Linked DNA regions of Mus musculus: all the other regions are linked to region 1. Evidence: chromatin contacts called from public promoter capture Hi-C data. All regions are on one chromosome and are shown on one strand. The core of a region is the stretch at or near the end of the contact, and the rest is flanking DNA. Distances in the headings are between cores, read along the strand shown. Region 1 has its middle 36 kb from the start of Mylk. Region 2 overlaps Mylk (myosin, light polypeptide kinase). Region 3 overlaps Mylk (myosin, light polypeptide kinase).

Region 1 (4,286 bases), core at 436-2,935:
TCTCGTTTAGTCTCTTTCTGAGAAAAATGTTTTGCAGTGCACACACATTATTCGTTCATAAAAGCCTCCTGTTGGTCGGGCAGTGGTGACGCATGCTTTTAATCCTAGCACTCTGGAGGCAGAGGCAGGAGGCTCCCTGTGAGTTCAGAGGCCAGCCTGGTCAACATAGCAAGTCTTAGGACAGCCAGAACTACATAGAGAGACCTTGCTAAAACAAAACAAACCACCTAGACAAACAAATAAACAACACAAAACCCCTCACCTTCTGTCCTTTCTGCAAAGCTAGTGGAATTTAGAGAACAACACTGTATAAAGTAATGTTTTCCAACAATAGAGACATTCAATATAGAGCAATTAAAAATGTTTTGAGAGTATAATTACATTTCCCCTTTCCCTTTGCTCTCTCTAAATATTCCCCACTTTTCTCTCCTTCAAATCCATGGCCTCTTTTTTCATGAATTATTAGTAGATACATATGATATGTGCATATATACACATATGCACACACACAATCTGTTGAACCTTTCCCTGCCCTCCACCTCTGGCCAACAAGGGGTATGCACAGAAGCCAAGAGGTGGGATCCATTTGCATGGAAGACTTACACACATAGATGCTTGGGTCCCAGTAGGATCAACTGGTTGTCATGGGGGCTCAGAACCAAAGAATTATCAAGCAGTCATCCAGTCTGAAGACAGAGCAATGTCACTGCAGTGAGCCCCGGTGTCACGTGACTTCTTTCCTTTCCCTTTGCTCTCTCAGCCTCCTGTCCCAAGGAGTCCTGAGGTGCCAGGCAGCAAGCTGCCTGTCCGTCACATATCTCCCACATCTCCCATTTTGCAGGTGCCTTTCATTATTCCGATTTGAATTTTAGCTGCCAACCTCTTCCTCCAGGTAAAGCTCACAGGGTGAGTAAGCGCTGCTCTTACATGCACGTGCTCAGGGCTGTTGGACCTGGTTTGTCACCACAGGCCAGGAGGTCATCCTTTCTGCCTTGGTACCTGCACCTCAGATGCCAGGCTGTCGAGTTGTGGCATGACAGGCGGGGCTGGGGCACAGGCCGGGTCAGCAGGAATTGCTGCTTGCAGCTCAGGGACTGAGGGAGGCTGACTTTTCAGCTGCTCCCTGGGATCTTCTTTTCAGTGTCCTCCTGCTCACTGTCCCTGGGTGTCTGAGGGCGAATGCTCACAATGGGAACCCCACTAGGGAGCTCTGGGAATTTCTGTGTAGATCCAGCTTCTCGAATTTCCCAGCGCTGTCCCCTCCCCCACTCCTGGTAGGTCTGTGCCCCTCCCTCCTATTCTGCCCACCCTGGGCTCTGCTGCTCTGCTCCTCCCTCCTGGGTCTCAGTGCACAGCCCTCTGGAGACCCAAAGCCCCCGGGACAAAGGAGAGGGGATGAGGAGAGGATTTCCTTTCTTTCAGATCTGCAGCTTGATTTTCCCTCTAGCTCTGAGCCCTTAGATCTAATGTTAATTTGTTAAGCCAGGGCCTTATAAATTACTTCTCATATTCGTCAGAGAACACTGGTAATTTGGGCACATATTGAGGTTTAAAAAAATGCAGCTGTGGTGTACCTTTTGTTTCCAGAAATTAATGATTTTTTTTTTTTTTTTGTTAAAGTACAGGTAGTTCTTCAGAAAACTGGCAGGAGGCAGGTGAATTTTGAACTTTAACCATACATTCAGATCTGTCCTGTCCTGTTTACTGGCTGGGTGTTCTCGGGGAACAGTAGTGTCTTTATTTGACCATGAAAGGGCAGTTTCAAAAATTAAATTGCCAAGGCTGTAGTAATTCAGTCACTGAAGTGCTTGCCTCCCAAGTGTGAAAACTTGCGTTTCATTTCCAGAAGCCATGTTTAAAAAAAAAAAAAAAAAACAGCCTTGGTGGCACAGGCCCATAATCTCAGCCCTGGGAAGGCAGAGGCTGGCGATCCCTAGGGTTCATGGCCAGCCTGTCTAGTAACCAGCCACCTACTAGGTGATCTTCAGGTCTGTGAGATTTTCTATCTCAAAATAACAAGGCAGATAGGTGGCTCCTGAGAAGAGACACCTAGAGTTGACTTTTAGCTTCCACATATATGCATGCATGCCAGTTCGTGTTCATCCATACATACATGCTTAACTACCGGATGGAAAATAGGGAAATCATTATTATAACCTACTGAGTCACAGCATTCATCATGCCCATGGAATAACTATAAATGAGCCAGCAAACATAATTAGCTACCTACTCTCCACTACGTTGTGTGGATGAGCATAAAGCCAAGGGTCTTAGCCCTTCTAGACTTGGGTCTGTATGAGGACACAGTTGCCATGAATGAAGTAAAAAGAAAACAGGAATGACGCAGAACTTAAAAGTGTGCAAAGCAGCAAGAAGCTCAGGGCCTGCTGTGGTGGGGAAGGCCTCAGACACAGGAAGAGAGCAGGGGGATGTGTGCTGGGAGAGAGGGCCAGGAACTCTTGGCTCCATGTCTGCAAGGGCTCAGCCCCTTCTCAGCTGGCACCTGGTGGGACACCTTTGACCCCGTGCTGTTCCCCCAGCCATGCCTGTCTGCTTCTCCTGAGATTTATTTCCTGAATGATTTTCATTTCTGGGCTTGTTTTCTTTCTGCCCAGAGTATTCCAGGCGTGAATTCAATTTTATGCTGAATCGAAAATAATGAGAGGGAATTCTATGGCTTCAGCAAAGGCTCCGTCCCATGGAAGTCTGGTGGTTTCTGGGGGCTCTGTTCTCTCTTCTCGTGCTTCGTTTGTCGCTCTAAACTGCTGAGCACTGGACTAATGGAGACATGCCCACATGAGTTTGCAGGAGCAAGGAGGCATAAGAAGCACCGTGGTGAACTGAATCACCCACAGTTTTCATCTCCCATCTGTGCTGATAGAAGACTGTGATGGGCTGGGATGACCAATGTCTTCTCCTAAAACAGAGGAATGGGCACAGACTGGCCCTATTGTCTCTTCTAGTTGGAGCCCTAGAGTCCTTAAAAGTCACCCTCCCTAATTTGCTTTACTTTAAATTGTTATTTAGCTTTGGTGGTATGGGTGTTTTGTCTGCATGTGTCTATATATATAGAATGCATGCTGTGCCCACGGAGGCCAGAAGAGGGCATTGGATTCCCAGAACTGCAGTTAGAGATTGTTGTTAGCTGCTAAGTGTGTGCTGGGATTGAAGTCTGATCCTCTGAAAGAGCAGCCAGTATTCTTAATGCCCGAGGCATCTTTCCAGCCTCTGCTTTGTGAGTCTTAAAGCACAGTCTGACCATGCCACCCCATCTTCAGAAACCTCTGCTAGTTCTGGTCCCTTGGAATAATCTCACCTAGAAATTCAGAAACACCCCACCCCCACCCCCACCCCCACCCCCACCCAGCCCCGTGTCTCTCCAAGTTCGCTGCTTTGTCCCACAACAGCCTTCACCTAGTGAGTACTTCCCTGTCTCTCTGGTGCATTCTCTTCTGGAACATTCTCCATGTGCCTCTTTGCCGGTTTAACTCTTCTGTCTTTACCTGGTTGTTCAGCAATGAGTTGAGTTTCTATTTCTTGACCCCAATGCAGGCTGCCTTTGACCTCGGCTTCAAAATCTGGAGCAATCTGTTCTTGCAGAATTTAAGGTGACAAGTCATGCAGGATTATGGAATGCTTTAACATTTTATTTGATTTTTTTTTATGGTGAAAATTTATAACAACTTTGGAAAATCTGCTGGGGAAGGGTGTAGTGGTGTTTATTCCTTACAGCAGGGTTCCAGAGCTGTAAAATAATGTTTCCCTTCTAGTCCAGCTGGCTCAGTGGGTCCAGGGACTCTCTGATGTTTGCCTTGTTTTGATTTCTGCTTTTGTTTTTTTTTTTTCTGCACAAAGCTCCCTGGATGATTCTGAGAGCAGCCAAAGATGAGGCTCAATCCTGAGTGGATTTTTTTTTCATGATGTCGTTGTTTCTTTGTTTTGTGAATTAGCAATAAATCTTCAGAATTGACAAACCAACTCTGGTTAGGTAAAAAGAAAGAAGGGAGGGAGGGAAGGGAGGAGGGAAGGAAGGAGGGAGGGAGGGAATGGGGTAGGGATAGAAGCTGTGCCTTGCGTAGTTAGTTTCTCAGGAAACAAGCATCTCCTCTGATGCACACATTTGACAGTGGCCAAGCATTTTGTTCATAGAGCTGCATACTCGTTTCTTCATCATTGGTACAACTAAAATGAAAGATCCTTCCGAACTATGTTAGTTTCACATGATTTTGGGATGTAACGCTGCTGGTTTTTACAATCAGTGTTCATGAGTTCTGAATGGTGGTCAA
Region 2 (4,492 bases), core at 1,696-4,195, 150 kb after region 1:
TGTTCTGTAGATATCTGTCAGGTCCATTTGTTTCATAACTTCTGTTAGTTTCACTGTGTCCCTGTTTAGTTTCTGTTTCCACGATCTGTCCTTTGAAGAAAGTGGTGTGTTGAAGTCTCCCACTATTATTGTGTGAGGTGCAATGTATGCTTTGAGCTTTACTAAAGTGTCTCTAATGAATGTGGCTGCCCTTGCATTTGGTGCGTAGATATTCAGAATTGAGAGTTCCTCTTGGAGGATTTTACCTTTGATGAGTATGAAGTGTCCCTCCTTGTCTTTTTTGATAACTTTGGGTTGGAAGTCGATTTTATCCGATATTAAAATGGCTACTCCAGCTTGTTTCTTCAGTCCATTTGCTTGGAAAATTGTTTTCCAGCCTTTCACTCTGAGGTAGTGTCTGTCTTTTTCCCTGAGATGGGTTTCCTGTAAGCAGCAGAATGTTGGGTCCTGTTTGTGTAGCCAGTCTGTTAGTCTATGTCTTTTTATTGGGGAATTGAGTCCATTGATATTAAGAGATATTAAGGAAAAGTAATTGTTGCTCCCTTTTATTTTTGTTGTTAGAGTTGGCATTCTGTTCTTGTGGCTGTCTTCTTTTTGGTTTGTTGAATGATTACTTTCTTGGTTGTTCTAGGGCGTGATTTCCGTCCTTGTATTGCTTCTTTTCTGTTATTATCCTTTGAAGGGCTGGATTCGTGGAAAGATATTGTGTGAACTTGGTTTTGTCGTGGAATACTTTGGTTTCTCCATCTATGGTAATTGAGAGTTTGGCCGGGTATAGTAGCCTGGGCTGGCATTTGTGTTCTCTTAGTGTCTGTATAACATCTGTCCAGGCTCTTCTGGCTTTCATAGTCTCTGGTGAAAAGTCTGGTGTAATTCTGATAGGCCTTCCTTTATATGTTACTTGACCTTTCTCCCTTACTGCTTTTAATATTCTATCTTTATTTAGTGCATTTGTTGTTCTGATTATTATGTGTCGGGAGGAATTTCTTTTCTGGTCCAGTCTATTTGGAGTTCTGTATGCTTCTTGTATGATCATGGGCATCTCTTTTTTTATGTTTGGGAAGTTTTCTTCTATTATTTTGTTGAAGATATTAGCTGGCCCTTTAAGTTGAAAATCTTCATTCTCATCAATTCCTATTATCCGTAGGTTTGGTCTTCTCATTGTGTCCTGGATTACCTGGATGTTTTGAGTTAGGATCCTTTTGCATTTTGTATTTTCTTTGACTGTTGTGTCGATGTTCTCTATGGAATCTTCTGCACCTGAGATTCTCTCTTCCATTTCTTGTATTCTGTTGCTGATGCTCGCATCTATGGTTCCAGATCTCTTTCCTAGGGTTTCTATCTCCAGCGTTGCCTCGCTTTGGGTTTTCTTTATTGTGTCTACTTCCCCTTTTAGTTCTAGTATGGTTTTGTTCATTTCCATCACCTGTTTGGCTGTGTTTTCCTGCTTTTCTTTAAGAGCCTGTAACTCTTTAGCAGTGCTCTCCTGTAAATCTTTAAGTGACTTATGAAAGTCCTTCTTGATGTCCTCTATCATCATCATGAGAAATGTTTTTAAATCTGGGTCTAGATTTTCGGTTGTGTTGGGGTGCCCAGGACTAGGTGGGGTGGGAGTGCTGCGTTCTGATGATGGTGAGTGGTCTTGATTTCTGTTAGTAGGATTCTTACGTTTGCCTTTCGCCATCTGGTAATCTCTGAAGCTAGCTGTTTTAGTTGTCACTGTTAAGAGCTTGTTCTTCAGGTGACTCTGTTAGCCTCTATGAGCAGACCTGGAGGGTAGCACTCTCCTTAGTTTCAGTGGGCAGAGTATTCTCTGCAGGCAAGCTCTCTTCTTGCAAGGCAGGTACCCAGATATCTGGTGTTCGAACCAGACTCCTGGCAGAAGTTGTGTTCCACTCACTAGAGGTCTTAGGATCACGTGTGGAATCCTGTGTGGGCCCTTGCGGGTGTCAGGCGACTCAGCTGGCAAGGTAGCCGGGGCTCGAGTGGAGTGGAAGGGGTTTGTGCCCCAGATCAAGCCCGGGTAGCCTGCTTCCCTATGTACCGCAGTCTCAAGTTCCACGCGATTGGATTGGGGTAGGCGCTGTGTTCCACTCACCAAAGGTCTTAGGGTCCCGTGGGGAGTCCCGTGTGGGCCCTTGCGGGTGTTGGGCAAGACTCTGCTGTCAAGGTAGCCCGGGGCTCGAGTCTCGAGTCGAGCGGAAGGGACTTGTGCCCCAGATCAGGCCCGGGTAGCCTGCTTCCCTATGTACCGCAGTCTCGAGTTCCGTGCGATTGGATTGGGGCAGGCACTGTGATCCACTCACCAGAGGTCTTAGGGTCCCGTGGGGAGTCCTGTGTGGACCCTTGCGGGTGTTGGGCAAGACTCTGCTGGCAAGGTAGCCCGGGGCTCGAGTCTCGAGTCGAGCGGAAGCCAGTCAGTTCTTTTAACCACTGAGAACTCAGGACCTCTGGAAGAACAGTCAGTTCTTTTAACCACTGAGCCATCGCTCTAGCCCCGGTCCTCAAAGTTTAAAGTGTTTTTAGATTCACATTGTGGAAGGTTTGAACTTTGAAAATCCAGCTGGCAGGTCTCTTAGAGTAGAGATTCATCTGTGTGTGTGCATGTGTGTGTGTGTGTGTGTGTGTGTGTGTCCTCTGTCACTTTGAACCTTGGACTTAGAACAGGGCTCAAGCCACACTTGGAAAACACATATGACTCTTGGCTGTTTGATTCATTCCTGGAATTGTAAAAAAAAAAAAAAAACAATTAAAATAACTTCAGATGGAAATATTCCCACCATGGACCTGTAGTTTCTACAGATTTGAACCATGCAATAAGCCCGTGTAATTAGTGATGGTATGTAAAAAGAGGAGAGCTGGAACACAGTCACACCCAGAAAGGAGGGAGAAGGCATTCCCAGGATCATCAGGATAGCAGAGGTCAAATGTCAAAAGTAGATGGGAGAGGCCTGAGTCACAAGGAGAGAAGGCAGGCCTGGGTGTGAGCGCCATAGCCCTAGGAAGCTTTGTGACCCTGGAAGGCCCCTTTTCAGTTGTACTGCAGGCATCAATGCCTTTCCTCCCTAAGGATGGAGGTAGGCAAGACACAGCCAGCTGTTGAGGAAGCCCAGGGCACAGGACAATGGGCTGTTTGCCTTGCAAGGCTTGAGATAACTGGTTGGTCACCAGGTGGGTGAGCTGGGACCTAAGAGGGCCTATCTGTTGTTTCCCTTCACAGGGCCGAACTTGGCACAGACAGCCCCTTCATTCTCTAGTGTTCTGAAGGACAGTGTTGTCATTGAGGGCCAGGATTTTGTGCTACGGTGCTCAGTGCAGGGGACTCCAGCACCCCGGGTCACGTGGCTGCTCAATGGTGAGTTTCCCCTTGCTCCAGTCCCTGTGCAACTGAGTTCACTTGTCACTCCGAACCATATGTGCCTCAGAAGGGCAGAGAAGGGAAGACGTGGGAACTGGCTCGGCTGTTTGCTAGCTGGCCTGGCTCATCTGCTCTTTGGGAATACTGCTGCCAGCCTGGCAGGGCAGCTAGGAGAACTCACTTCCTTCACATGTATAAAGTGGGAGGGTGAGATACCTGCCCAAAGATACGTATGCAGCTCAATTTCATATCTTATGATTAGACTCCTAAGAGAGCATCGATAGGCGTTTATTGAGTTGATAAATGAACATGCAGATGGATAACCCAGTGACCCACGTTAGAAAGTAGCCAAGGAATTTGACCTTTTATCGAGGGGCAGGTGGATCTAGAATAAAAACTAGTGATTCATTATGATGTTAATTGTAATTCTATAATTAAGTAAAGCTCTCTGACTTTTGTTTTGTTTTTGAGACAGGGTCTCTCTATGTAGCCCTGGTTGTCCTGAAATTTACTGTGTAGAAGAGGCTAGCCATGAACTCAGAGATATCTGCCTGCCTCTGCTTCCAAGTGCTGGGATTAAAAGTGTGTCCCATCACTGCCTGGCATAAGTAATAACTCTTTGAAAAAATAATTAACAAATATTCTCACCCTTCTCCTCTTTTGAGGGTCTTCTAATTTTTAATTTTTAATTTAAATTTAAGTGTGGGAGACTGACTTTAAAACTGGGAACAGTCTGTTCAGTGGGCATAGCTGGGCAGAGGCTGTTGGTAAGAAACCTTAGGGACCTGCTAAGAGGGGACTCTCCAGCCCAGAGTCATCAGATAACTGATCTTCTGATTTGGAGGCAGAGAGCTTGTGATCTTAGCCAGTTCTTGCATCTTACAGCACAAGCCTCATAAGAGGCAGCACCCACCGCTTGTCACCAAGTAGTCCCCAGGTGTGTCATCGTCCTGACCCTTTGCTGTAAGCCTCGGTATCACCACAGTTCTTTCAGGCTTTGCCAGGGAGTGAGTGCGAGCACGTGTTGTACGAACTCCCTCCAGTTAGCTTCGGTAGATAGGTGAGAACTGCAGTCTACCCCTCACCCATGGACAGAGCCTGGGACTGAGGGCAAGGACCCAGCCTGCTTGCAGC
Region 3 (4,480 bases), core at 1,523-4,022, 250 kb after region 1:
CCGTCTCTCTTACCAACTGAGCCTTGTAGGTCAGAGTAGGAAGTAGACTTAAGTTTTTTTAAGGTATCTACAAAATCAAAGTTGCCTTTGTTAGTGGTCCTCTGCCCATCAGATGCCGGAGAATTCTTCTGGAAAGACAGGAAGAGAAGGGCAACCTTCAAAGAAGCAGGTCTAACTGGATCTTCCTTGCATGGGGCACTTAACTAGAACAGCCCTGTCACCTCAGAATTATCTGTAAGTGGCTCTAAGCCAGGCGGGTGCTAAGCCCAGGGCATGGGCACAGAGAGGAGCTGTGGGTGTGGGAGAGAATGGTTCCATTTCTGCAGCCAGGGAACCACACCTCACAGCTCAGCCCTTATCTCCGGGTTTGCCCTTTACTGGCCATAGGCTTTTCTAGAAGGGTGAGGATCAAATTTAGAAAAAGAACCTCATTTCCCTTTTCTAATTTAAGTGAAAACATTTGGAAATGACTTTTCTGCAAAATTGCACACAAATTAGACCACAAAAATCTCACTCAACATGTCCCCGGGCTTAATTTCACTGAGTACAGTTCAGCTGTGCTGACCTGCTGTTAAGTTGCTTCCTTAGGGAAATCTTTTCCATATTTAAACTCCAATTCCAGAACCTTGGCTCCCCCAGAAATAGGGGGCTCTGTCTCAGAGCAGCCAAGGGAATGTGCAGCAGGACAGAGAGGACTAGAGTGGGCTATCCAGGGGGAGAGAGCATGAGGCACATGTGTCCATGCCAACTCCAGAAGGAACCTTGTAACAACTCCCCTATTCTGATAAAAGGTCCCCAAAACAGGGAATTAACCTGGTAACAAATCTCTCCTTGCAGGACTAAGTGGGGCACAGGTATCTAATCATACCATTGGTCTTTGGGTAAAGTTCTGAAAGAAGGCGTGTTTTCAGTTCATACTGAAAGCCTAGTGCCAAGCTATGTATGTGAAGTGTAGCAATTGGGGTGAGTTTGGGAGGATAGCAGGGCTTCTGTCTGCTAACTAGATGTAAAAGGCTGGGCGTGGGAGTGGGAGTAGAAAGAAGAGTGGGAATTAACAGCCTAAAGTTAGATGCATTTATTTTCTAGAAACTGCAGAGACCCCAGAAATGTGTATAAAAATAAAGGGGAAAAATATTAGAGTCTGCTCTATATTTTAATATAGATACATGAATACAGAGTGCTCTATATTTTAATATAGAAATAATACAGACTGCTTATATTTTAATATAGAAATATAAATATAGACATCTCTTTTTTTGTTTTGTTTTGTTTTGTTTTTTGAGACAGGGTTTCTCTGTATAGCCCTGGCTGTCCTGGAACTCAATTTGTAGACCATGCTAGCCTCGAACTCAGAAATCCACCTGCCTCTGCCTTCCAAGTGCTGGGATTAAAGGCGTGCACCACCACTCCCAGTTAAATATAGACAACTCTTGGCCATCATATACTTGTCAGAGGCCCTGTCATCCTCAGGCTGTTTTAAAGATGTTTACAGGCTAGTGCTTGGGTGACCAGTTTGCCTAAGTTTACCGGACATCGTTTGCCATTAGCACTGAAAGACCCTAATCCTGGGAGATGAACAGTGGTGCGCCACCTGTCCTTGTCATCCTAGCTGGCTCTCCAAGAGCTAGGGAATTGGGACTATGTTCGGGAGGCCTAGACAGACTTTGCCTGCCAAGATCACAGCCTTAGCCAACCTTGTCCTCCAACAAAGAAAGCAGGCCTCTTGAAACAGGCTCAAGAACTGAAACTTGGCTCTGATGGTTTTTGTTCCAAAATTTCCAAAGGTCTCTGTGAAGCCACAATCAGGTTTCAGCTCAGGGACATGCAAGTTGACTGGACAGTGCCAACATCCTTTCTGTTGGTTTCCAGAAAGCACTTTCCAAAGAATGAATTCTGGTGTCGACCTTTTTTTTTCTTCCTTACTAAGCTCTTGCAAATACTCCCACTTAAGAAATTAAGTGAACGTCTCTGTCTGCTGGGAGTTTGTCCACATGACAGTGTCTGTGCCTAATGTGTTTGCTACTCCATCTGAAACACTGGACCTTTTGTTTGCCTCTTTCTGATAAGCTCATATTGGTAACATTAGTTACAAAATAAAACCAAGAAAGAAGAAAGGCATCATCTCTCCACAGCGTGCAGTGAATACAATCCCAACAAACCCCACTCTACCTGTCTGGAACCAGAGTCGGTGGGCTCAGGGCGGAGGGCTGGGGTGCTGCTACCCTACCCATTCCTGAGCAGGAATAAGAAATCCTTTGGGAAAACTAGAGCTACAAGAAGAGTACAAATACTGATTCTATTGAAAATCTGGACACCAGTCCTCAGAGAAGGAAGAGCTAACTTGGACAAGGTCATAGAGCAATGAGTGGTCGGAGAACTGGCCTTGCTGGGAGGAACCCTCTGGGTTCAACACTGAGCCCAGAACAAACCAGTGTGTGAGAAGGGAGGGATCAGCTGATTGGGGAGTGAGCTGCTATGATCTTGACTCCACTGAGACGGGCGCCACCTTATATCAGTTCCCAGGACAAGGTAGGTCCCCGTGAGAACAGGTGGATTTCTCACACTGCGACCTACAAAGCCATCAGCCAGACCACCGGGGGTGCCTGAGGACTTTCCCTCTGCTGGGCCAGTACCTTGTCTCTTCACCCTACCCGGGAACCCTGGGTTCTGTTCACTGTGGTAGCAGAGAGCCAGGAACATACCCACACTCTACCATGCTGTGTGCAGGAGGATATTGATGGCCAGATATCAGAGCCAGTTTGATTGTTTGTCCAAAGTGAATAAAAATAGGTTCTAACAAGGAGGGCAGAGTGCAGACTGGAAATGCAGCTACGATTGCAACAGCAGGTCTCTGCTGAAAATTCCAAGCAGTCAGAATTGTGAGGCTTCACTGAAATGTCTGAGTATGTAAAATTAATCCAGGAAGAAAGCGGTTTTGCTAGCAGAATGTGCGGTCCACACAGGAAAGGCAACATATGGGAACACAGAACTTTCACAGTACGTAGATGTTATATGGCAGATCCTTATACTGGTCAGCAAAAGTTTCACCCTCTCCTAAGTGGCCCATTTTTGGGTGTTTGTCTCAGGCACCAGCATGGACCCTGGGGAGGAACAGCTCCACTGGGCAACCATAAACTGGCGCTGGGGCCAGCCTGGGTTTCCCCTCAAATCTCTGAAGTATCTCAATCATAAACAGAACTAAATGGGACCTTGGAGACCATCCTGCCTGACCCCTTCTTAGACACAGAAGGAAACTGAAGCCTGGAGAGGTCAAGTGGCTTGCCCAAGATCAATAATACGAACACTGCTTCATTTTCCTGGACCCGTGGGGTCTGTAGTAACTGTCTCTTTGACCACTTGAAATCCTATTGCAGGCATTGTTTTATGAGGAACAGCCCCACTGGGCCCAGTCAGCAATAAGTCTTTGGAGCTGTCTCAGGCTGCAGTTGCTTTATATAAACTATCCCTTTTATGGGAGTTGAAGCACAGTATGAAAAGAGTTTTTGTCTCATGTTGACCTTGTTTAGTCACATTAACTCGCACATCAGTTCCAGAACCCATTCCATTCTCCGAACATCTTCGGACACGCTGACAGTGTGAGGAGAGAGAGGCTGGGCTCACTCCAAAGGCCCTGCATCCAGTGGCTGCTTCTCCCAGCCTGGGCTCTTCATCTCTGATCAGAACTTGCAAACTGGAACCAGGGACACCGCCTGAGTCCAACCTCCGTATCTCTTTTCCAGAAAACGGGCAATGCTGTGAGAGCCATCGGGAGACTGTCCTCTATGGCAATGATCTCAGGGCTCAGTGGCAGGAAATCTTCAACAGGGTCACCAACCAGCCCAATCAATGCGGAGAAACTAGAGTCTGAAGGTAAGGCTTTTCCCAGGCACTCGTGAGAGGGGAAGAGTTGCGAGTAGAGGAACATTTATGCTCTACAGTGATAAATTCAGAAAGACTTTTTGGGTTTCCCTGACAACTATTAACTCTGGTAATTATTCTTTAATTGTTAACTATTTTCAGAGCAAAGGCTATTATTTGTTTGCTAGAACCAGATTATCGGCTTCTTTTGCCTAAATTTTGTGGAAGACTTAAGGAAGCCTTTATTAAGATCTTTCTTTCTTTTTTTTCTTTATTATAAAGGAGATTTTTTTGTATACCGATAGACAAGAATAAATAAAATAAAATCACATATGGTTACATAACATTTTAAAAATACCCTTCCAACTTCTGCTGCCTTATGTTTTTGTTTTAAAGAAAAATTAACTTGTACAGGGCAGATTCCATGACAGCATTTATACAGCTGAAATATGTGAAATCTGTGTGGCCTGGACAGACTGGTCAGTAGGCCCCTCCTGGGACTGATGTGGCTCCTTGCCGCCACATGCAAAATGCTACCTCGGCCATCTCCGCAGCGAAGGCCTTGGCCTTTGGTGTTTTAGACAGACATGTGAAGACCCTCATCTTCTCGAGGCAGACGCCC

Evidence for each region. Promoter capture Hi-C pulls out the DNA fragments that hold promoters and counts their contacts. Capture Hi-C pulls out chosen DNA fragments and counts their contacts.
Region 2: a promoter capture Hi-C map of liver shows a contact between it and region 1. The contact joins two enhancer-like sites. A contact is called at or near these places in 8 of 39 promoter capture datasets (the 3T3-L1 cell line, 3T3-L1-derived adipocytes, cranial neural crest and 3 more), 6 of 484 Hi-C or Micro-C datasets (the C2C12 cell line, liver, myocytes and 2 more) and 1 of 9 other capture datasets (pancreatic islet).
Region 3: a promoter capture Hi-C map of liver shows a contact between it and region 1. The contact joins two enhancer-like sites. A contact is called at or near these places in 3 of 39 promoter capture datasets (the 3T3-L1 cell line and liver) and 2 of 9 other capture datasets (adipose tissue and liver).

The regions. Positions count from the first base shown.
Region 1 is chr16:34,747,281-34,751,566 of GRCm38.p6, forward strand. It overlaps a transcript of Mylk not described here. Among named protein-coding and RNA genes, the nearest start is that of Mylk, 36 kb to the right of the region's middle. Within about 2 kb of position 1,686, at least 13 of the 459 cell types and tissues checked have an H3K27ac peak or open chromatin away from gene starts, as enhancers often do. A contact at or near this core is called in liver, where this site is marked.
Region 2 is chr16:34,891,591-34,896,082 of GRCm38.p6, forward strand. It overlaps Mylk (myosin, light polypeptide kinase), which reads left to right. Exons shown (of 32, transcript NM_139300.3): 10 at 3,221-3,355. Among named protein-coding and RNA genes, the nearest start is that of 1700119H24Rik, 45 kb to the right of the region's middle. Within about 2 kb of position 2,946, at least 5 of the 459 cell types and tissues checked have an H3K27ac peak or open chromatin away from gene starts, as enhancers often do. A contact at or near this core is called in liver, where this site is marked.
Region 3 is chr16:34,991,334-34,995,813 of GRCm38.p6, forward strand. Mylk (myosin, light polypeptide kinase) reads left to right here. Exons shown (of 32, transcript NM_139300.3): 30 at 3,741-3,870. Among named protein-coding and RNA genes, the nearest start is that of Hacd2, 29 kb to the right of the region's middle. Within about 2 kb of position 2,773, at least 30 of the 459 cell types and tissues checked have an H3K27ac peak or open chromatin away from gene starts, as enhancers often do. A contact at or near this core is called in liver, where this site is marked.